Linked DNA regions of Sus scrofa: region 1 is linked to region 2. Evidence: chromatin contacts called from public HiChIP or PLAC-seq data. All regions are on one chromosome and are shown on one strand. The core of a region is the stretch at or near the end of the contact, and the rest is flanking DNA. Distances in the headings are between cores, read along the strand shown.

Evidence for each region. HiChIP or PLAC-seq counts read pairs in DNA pulled down with a chosen protein or histone mark.
Region 1: a contact with region 2 is called in an H3K27ac HiChIP or PLAC-seq map of alveolar macrophages. The contact joins two enhancer-like sites. A contact is called at or near these places in 2 of 47 Hi-C or Micro-C datasets (epiblast stem cells and psoas muscle) and 2 of 2 datasets of contacts at active chromatin or transcription factors (alveolar macrophages and skeletal muscle).

Annotation. Positions count from the first base shown.
Region 1 is chr7:86,187,627-86,191,943 of Sscrofa11.1, forward strand. The region is part of intron 1 of FAM174B (membrane protein FAM174B); the gene reads left to right. Among named protein-coding and RNA genes, the nearest start is that of FAM174B, 7.8 kb to the left of the region's middle. Within about 2 kb of position 2,730, at least 27 of the 83 cell types and tissues checked have an H3K27ac peak or open chromatin away from gene starts, as enhancers often do. A contact at or near this core is called in alveolar macrophages, where this site is marked.
Region 2 is chr7:86,016,425-86,020,934 of Sscrofa11.1, forward strand. CHD2 (chromodomain-helicase-DNA-binding protein 2) reads right to left here. Exons shown (of 38, transcript XM_021099370.1): 26 at 2,804-2,845; 27 at 2,082-2,221. Among named protein-coding and RNA genes, the nearest start is that of CHD2, 89 kb to the right of the region's middle. Within about 2 kb of position 2,122, at least 27 of the 83 cell types and tissues checked have an H3K27ac peak or open chromatin away from gene starts, as enhancers often do. A contact at or near this core is called in alveolar macrophages, where this site is marked.

The DNA of each region.
Region 1 (4,317 bases), core at 1,480-3,979, 170 kb after region 2:
ATGAAAAGTAAGTGGGAAGGGATTAAGGACAAAATTCCACTAAACTAACAGCAGAACTATGTGCTGCTACTTTGTGTATCTTTTACTCCACAGGGCAACCCTATTTTTTAAAAAAGCTTATGAAAAAATTAAAAATACAGAAGTAGAAAATAATGGAATGTACCCCTACGCTAATGCATGACCACCTTTAACACTTTTCAACTAATGGTCTGTTTTTTTTTTGTCTTTTTAGGGCCTCACCTGTGGCACATGGAAGTTCCCAGGCTAGGGGTCTAATTGGAGCTGTAGCTGCTGGCCTGCGCCACAGCCACAGCAAAGCCAGATCTGAGCCACGTCTGCTACCTACACCACAGCTCACAGCAACGCCGGATCCTTAACCCACTGAGCGAGGCCAGGGATGGAACCTGCGTCCTCATGTTATTAATCAGATTTGTTTCCGCTGAGCCCTACTAATGGTCAGACTTGTTTCATCTATACCCATACCTGCTCTCCCTGCCAGATATTTTTATTTCCCCCAACATTTTTTTTTCTTTTGGGTGCATCTGAGACTTGGAAGTTCTCAGGCCAGGGAGTGAACCTGTGCCATAGCAGTGGCCCAAGCCACTGTAGTGACAATGCCGGATTCTTAACCTGCTGCACCACAGGAGAAATACCCCAACACTTTTCCTTTAGAAAAAAATTTCTAAAGAAACTTTTTTTTATAAATTTTGAGGCTACTGAAAAATTATACTAGTATTGTAAACATCCATATCCCCTAAATTCATCAATTGGGTTTTTCTCCAGCTTTAGTGAGATATACTTGACACATAGCATAGGGTAAGTTTAAGGTGTACAAGATGTTGATTTGATGGTCAAGTTGGTTATGCTTTAACTATTTGAAATAGGAATGGACAAGGGAAATGTCTAATTTCTAAGAACCTTCCTTCAGAGCAGCTGACCTTCTGTCAGACCAGGTACCTCTCCTCCTGCAGCATGTAAGCTGAAGATTATCTGTGAAATAAGGTCTGGAATGTACCCCTGCAAGTGATTGGGGACCTTGGAAAGGAGTCATCCCCCATCTCTGAGAGTGAGTTTGGGGGAAGTGAGAGCAATTTGCTGGCAAGAGATCTAAGTCACATGCTTCTTTCTCTTTTTTTTTTTTTTTTTTTTTTGTCTTTTATCTTTTTAGGGCCACACCCACAGCATATGGAGATCTCCAGGCTAGGGGTCAAATTGGAGCTGCAGCTGCCGGCCTTTGCCACAGCCACAGCAATGCTGGATCCGAGCCACGTCTGCGACCTACACCACAGCTCACAGCAATGACAGATCCTTAACTCACTGAGCGAGGCCAGGGATCCAACCTGAACCCGAGTCCTCAAGGATACTAGTTGGGTTGTGAACCACTGAGCCATGAAGGGAACGCCCTAAGTCACATGCTTCTTATAATCCTATTATCTCTCAATCTTTGCTCTTTTCATGCTTTCCCTCCCTTGAAACCCCTTCTCTTTTCTTTTCTCCAATCAGTCTCTGTTAGATTTCTCCTTTCCTTCCTTCCTTCCTCCCTTCTTTCCTTCCTTCCTTCCTTTCTCTCCCTTTCCTCCCTTCCCTTCTCCTCTTCTGCACCTGGGGCATATGGAAGTTCCCTGGCTAGGGCTCAGAAGTCAAATCAGAGATACAGCTGCAGGCCAAAACCACAGCAATACCAAGCTGCATCTGGGACCTACACCACAGCTCACAGCAATGCTGGATCCTTAACCCACTGAACAAGTCAAAACCCACATCCTCATCGATACTAGTTAGGCTCATTACCACTGAGCCACAATGGGAACTCTTCTGTTGGATTTCCAGTGTTGCCTTCAGCAATATACTCCTTTCGGTAGTGAGTTGTGGGATTCCAGTGCCCAGGCTGCTGGCCTTCATCCAGGTAGCCATGCTTCTTTCTTGTCTTTGTGTGCTGGCGGTCTCACCCCAAGCGAGCTGATTCACTCGATTCTAGCTTTGAACTCTGGACTCAGAGCTTCCTTTGCCTTCTGGGATTTCCCCTTAGATATCTCAAAACCCTCTCAGGAGTTCCCGTCGTGGTGCAGTGATTAACAAATCTGACTAAGAACTATGAGGTTGCGGGTTCAATCCCTGGCCTTGCTCAGTGGGTTAAGGATCCGGTGTTGCCATGAGCTGTGGTGTAGGTTGCAGACGTGGCCTCGATCCCGCCTTGCTGTGGCTCTGGCATAGGCCGGTGGCTACAGCTCCGATTGGACCCCTAGCCTGGGAACCTCCATATGCCGAGGGAGCGGCCCTAGAAAAGGCAAAAGGACAAAAACAAACAAAAAACACAAAAAACAAAAACCAAAAAAAAAAAAACAAAAAAACTCTCAAAGTTAGCATGTCTAAAAGTGAACTTGTGGAGTTCCCACGTGGCTCAGAGGAAATGAAACTGACTAGTATCCATGAGGCTGCAGTTTCGATCCCTGGCCTCGATCAGTGGGTTAGGATCTGGCGTGGTTGTGGCTGTGGTGTAGGCCAGTAGCCGTAGCTCCGATTGAACCCCTAGCATGGGCGTGGCCCTAAAAGACAAAAATAAATAAATGATAAATAAAAGTGCTCATGACTTTCTTTCTCTGCTACCCAGCCACTATTTGAGAGCCCTTGCCCCCTTCGATTTTCTTTCTATCTGTCGGCTTGTCCGAGCCAGACACTGGGGAGCCATCTCTGGCACCTCCCTTTCCTGCGCACCCCCTAGCCACTGAGTTCTGGTACTTTCCCCATCTCTCAGTCGTTTCCGTCTCCAGGTCCCTATCCTGACCCAAGACAAATCCTTCCTCTTAGACTCCAGTGGTAGTTCTTTAACTGGTCTCCTGCACCTGGGAGGACCTGCCCCCCTTCAGTCCCCCACTTCAGCTGAACCCCCAGCAGAGAAGACCTCAGTCACCCTGTTAAAATGCAAATCTGACCTTGTTAAATGCAAATCCAATCTAGTTACCCAGCCCTCTCCCCTCCTGGGTTTAAAAACCCATCAGTGGGCTCCTGCTGCTCTGTGGATCTAGATCCAAAGCCCCACCAAGAACTAGGCTTACAAGGCTGCCTGCCTTTTGCTCCTCCCTCCAGGGTGGGCAGCTCCCATCCTGCTCCCCTGCTCTTTGGGCTCCAGCCATGTGGCCTTGCAGTCGTCCCACTTTCCAGGAGCCACTGACAGGCCCTCCCTTCTGCCTGAGCATTGACTTCCCACCCCTCACCTTCCTGGGACACCTCCATCTCTTCGTCATCCCTTTATCAGGGATGCTTTCCCCCCCACCCCCGCAATGGGCAGTTCTCCCCTTGTGCACTCACAGCACTTACTATGGTGTGCTATTTTATTGCTGTGATTCTCTGTCCATTTCCTTACCTAGACCTAAGGTCCATAGATAGGGACTCTGTCTTTCTTCACTGGTCTTTGTATCTTAACTATGGTGGCAGGCCCATAGCAGCCATCGAATAAATATTTGTTGAATGAATGAATAAATCACTAGTAAGAAACAGTGCTGAGTTCTGAAGATCAACGTTAATAACCAATTACCTAGCACCGTTATTGCCACCTAGTGGAGACTGATGTTACGATACCGCTGGGCCCATTCTCAGTCGATTGCCCTTTATAGACATCTGTTGTACTCCTGGCCCAGAAGGGAATCAATACATGAATAATAGATTCTTGGTGCGGTATTATAGCAGGCACTTCTCAACATTGCCTACTTGATGTCTGAGCAAAGGGCATGTAAGCTGCCTTCCCCAGAGTCACGAGCTAAGGGGGAGACTTGTAATTCAGCACCAGGTTAGAGAGCCTAGCCCCACTACTTCTGTGTTTTCTGCCATTTGTTACATGGAATGTACCCATAAGAAAACTAGAATCATTGTAGTGGTTGCAGAGGGCCTGAACAAAACTCGCTTTAATGGAAGAAAATATATTTTGTAGCTAGAGAATGTACTATGGGGCTCTTGGAATTTCATCAACACATGAGAATTCCCAGACGAGTGCTCACTGGTTATGCGCAACCGAAGACCGGTGAATGTTCTCATTTGAAGGCCCCAGGACAATTCTATATGCAGTATTGCTGGATGGCTCACAGATCTCAGCATATTTTTCCTAGGCTTTTTGATTTTCTGGCCCAGGAAGTGCTGGTCTTCAAATCTCTGCAAGGTTTTAGGTCATTTATGAAGTAATTCCTTTTTTTTTTTGGCTACACCTAAGGCATGCAGAAGTTCCAGGGCCAAGAATTGAACCCACATCACAGCAGCAACCTGCTACTGCAGTGACAATGCCAGATCCTTAAACTGCTGAGCCACAAGAGAACTTGAGTAAATTTT
Region 2 (4,510 bases), core at 872-3,371:
TTTAACACTTGGAAACGCGTAAAATGTTTAAGACAAATACATGAGTATGTTAACATTTTCAGTAACAAAAATTTTTCGGCTTAGGAGATACCAATAATCTTACATTTGAATTGGAAATGTCAACGCAGACTCAGAATACTAGTTTATAGGAAAGACAGGGGTATGAGAACTAGTCAAGCAATGCCAGGAGGAAGCAATGCGCCAGATTCAGAATGTGAACATGCACAGAAAAGAGGCATGTGGGAGGGAGGAGTCTGTTGTAAGGCAACATCTCCAAATACGCTGCGAGGTGGACTACGAATGGAACAGGGCAGTGTGCACGCTACACCACCAATATGTGAAAATATTATCTGTTCATTTTCTGAACATACATATTTTTATATCTCCAGAAAAAGATAAGAAACAGGGGTACTTGTTTTTCATTTCTGAGCCATGTGAATACAGTACTTATTCAAAGTAATTACAATAACAAATGGGATAAAGTTAAGGTTCATTTTTGGATGTATCCTTTTGGTGCTATAAAAACACATATTTGGGAGTTCCCGTCGTGGCGCAGTGGTTAACGAATCCGACTAGGAACCATGAGGTTGCGGGTTCGGTCCCTGCCCAGTGGGTTAACGATCCGGCGTTGCCGTGAGCTGTGGTGTAGGTTGCAGACGCGGTGTAGGTTGCAGACGCGGCTCAGATCCTGCGTTGCTGTGGCTCTGGCGTAGGCTGGCGGCTACAGCTCCGATTCGACCCCTAGCCTGGGAACCTCCATATGCCGCGGGAGCGGCCCAAGAAATAGCAAAAAGCCAAAAAAAAAAAAAAAAAAAAAAAACCCACATATTTGGATCATTATCCAAACACTCAAGTTATTTAAGTTTCTTTTATGAAAAAAATGTATCTAATGGTAAAGATGGTAAATTTAATGTTATGTGTTTTTTTTTTTTACCGCAATAAAAAAATTGAAAAAAAATTTTTTAAAATGGTTACTATATTCAAGTAAAATTCTATTTTTTTTTAGTAATAACCCTAAGAAGAAAATTTCAAAGCACAGATACTTCTTTGGTTAATGAAACAGCTAACTCTGCAAACCAGAATCGATGACAAGCACTTTATGTGTATGGAGTTATTCAAATAAGCACCCAAGCCCTTTGAGGTAGATACTATTACTTCATTTGCGAATGAGACCTTTGAGAGGCTACCCCTTGTCTCAGGCCTTACAGCTAAGAAATGGCTGCCTCCATGTCCTGAATACTTAGCCACAGCTGACAGAGCCTCCTGTTAGTAACCTCTAACTCAATGAAGGGTGACAAAAAACACGATAGCCACTTGGGTCATTGCTCTGGCACAGGTTCAATCCCTGACCCAGAACTTCTACATGCTGGGGGTGTGGCCAAAAAAAGAGTGACAAAACAATGGGGCAATGGCACAGATAAATCACAGCCCAGTGAACTGGAATGACAACACCCTCATCTCTCTGTTTGAGGTTCAACTATAACAATGTCCTTTAACAATAAGGACTCCAGCTCTCTCTTGTCAGCTCCTGCTTTTAGCGAACAGGCAAAACACCTTCTGGGGTATAAGCAAAAACATACTACAGTAGGTCAAATCCAATTACAACAAATTCCAGTGCCAAGAAAGTAAACGTTCACAATACTTATCTACTATTTTACTTATTGTAATTCTCTAAATCCTTTATCACAGCAAAACAATACGGGTATGTATATCCAAGATAATACTGATGTTTGTGGTATGTAATATCCTCCCTACAAAAAACAAACGTGTCCACTCAGCTTTACCCATTCTGGTCTTTACATCATTCAAACCAATTTAAACTTCCTATAGTGACATTAAAAGAAAACATTCTTGTTCATCACTTTGCACCTTCTACAAATCAATTTTATGAGTAAATCTCTGGGATCTTACAACTGAGCTCACATAAAGTCAGGTGAGAATATACATCTCAAAATAAGTACAGATCAATGGAGTACAAGTGCTCTTCTAAAAAAAAAAAAAAATAGCCCTCTAGCAGCAGAGATCCCAACCCCCGAGTGCCAGGTCCTAGAGAATCAAGAAGTAGAGACTGGGTGACTCACCCTCGCTGGCATTTTCTTTCAGCTGCTCTTCATATTCCTGCATTGCTGACACACAGCTGTTGTGAATCAACTCCCCCAGGCGCTTCAGATCTGCCACAGACTTATCTACCAGCTCAGCGTCACGTGCTATGCACTCCAGCCTGAGGAAGGACAAACACGGGGACATGTCAAGGCCCTGCGCCCACTTTTCTGATGTCACATGAACTGCCACTTGGTTTCACATAAGCCTGCTCCAGCAAAGACACTTTTCTCTACATTCCTTAATTGATCATTCCGAGGCTCCAACAAGAACCCTCCAACGGTGACTAAGGACTAACTTACTTTCCATCCTAAAGAATCCGATTTGGAATAGTCCACAAAACAGTCATTTTAAAAAACAGAAAGAAAGGTTTTGTGTTATTAACTTTACTAAAAGGCAGTCCCATAATGCTAGCAGATAAAGTGCCTGAAAGCTACCTGCACTAGTTTGCTTCTTTGTGCTCACTTTCCTTTCTCTAGCCTACTTTCATTCACTGTCATGTTCCTAGAAGCAAAGTACAGTTTCATCTACATTATGTCTTGTTGATCTCCAAGTCATCTGGAGCATGTGAGTACGTTAATGTCTAAAAATCAGACTGTCAAAAAGTGCCACACCTTAAAGGAAAAGCAGAACCATAAAAAGAAACTGCTACATAATAAGTGAAAAAGAGGTGGATAAGGAGCTATTACATTACCGGGCTTACCGTTCAAGAGGGAGACCAAACTTCTTATATGCCTTGATGAACCTAAGAACAGGATCAATAAGTCACATTAAAAAACAGACTTTAGCTATGTTAATGAAAACATATTCTGTGATGAAATACACATGAATGGTCAAAAGGGCTCAATCCCTGCTACTGCCTTAAACAAATGAATCATGAATGCCTTTGAAAATGGCCAACTTAAAATAATGAGTGCTAAAAATCTATTCAAACTAAAGAGCAACTTTATTCTCAGTGACTGGTCATGAAACTGCTTTGGGACATAACTGAGAATGACGACTTAAATATCATTGTTTTAGTGAGGTCCCTGGTGGCCTAGTAGTTAAAGATTCAGTGTTGTCACTGCTGTGGCTTGGGTTTGAGCCCTGGCCTAGGAATTTCCGCATGCCATGGGCACAGCCAAAAAAAAAAAAAAAAAAGTATGGAAAAAACTATTATTTTTAGAAGGTACAAGTTTTTGGAGTTCAATATGTAATAAATGATTTAAAAACCACAACTCTTGTGATAAAATCCAGTATAAGTTAACTAAGCTATTTAGTCCACTACTATTACTTTCATCTCCATACTACAATATTTTCCATTATTTTCTAGCCAATGATACAACTCTAAGATTGTTAGAACTGCCTCAAATACTTTTTGGAATAAGGCAGAGTAAAATAATACATGATTTTACACTTATTAGGCAAAACTATTTTGGCAACTCTGCTGACTCCTGCCCAACCTTTTCTCCAACCAAAAATCTAATCTATCCTTCCACAAGTCTCTAGCCTAAACCATGCTAAATGCCAGTCCATGTGTAATCCTCTCCCCTCCCTATAGCTAACCACCAACACTCTCACTAAAAAGCAAGATATCACAATATATCAAAGGCATCACTGCAACATGCCAAATTACTAAAATAATCTCATTAGGTGACAGTGAAAGGAGAGATACAATGGGGGAAAGAAATAAAAAGAGAGGGCATAGCAATTAAAGAAAATGAGAATGAATACAACAAAAGCTAAGAAATAATATTAAAGGAACAGCATGGACACAAGAATTAGGAAAGTATTAAACGTGAAATCAAACCTGAGGATTATTCCTCAACTCCACATATCTTCTTCTTGCTATATACCGAAATATTTTACATCTGAAATGTCATTTGGAATTCATTTCAAAATAATACTGAGACAGTGAAACACTACTGGAATGGTTGGGTAAGGACCTCTGAAAATCTGCTCTTCTATAAAAGCAACAAGAACACTGGCAAAAACTGTCAAAATCAACTTTGTTGGAACTCTGGAAATTAACCAAAGGCAGCCAACTTATGAACATTTCTTCAAGAAAACGGCTGAATCTTAGTATGAACAGCTGGCATTTTATTATTATTATTATAGTTGATTTACACTGTTCTGTCAATTTCTGCTGTACAGCAAAATGGCACAGTCCTACATCTATCCACATTCTCTTTCTCATATTATCTTTCAGCATGTTCCATCACAAGTAACTGGACATAGTTCCCTGTGCTATACAGCAGTCTCTGGCATTTTAACTTGCTCTATTTCCTTGCCCTCTCCACAGCATCCTGACTGCCTTGAAAACTATGTCTTCCCAATTACAGCAGCTGTACAAAGCAGCAACACAGCAGCCACTATAGAGGGCAGAGTAGGTTTGAGTTCCCTAAAACTCTTTCCCCAGGGAACAGTGCTA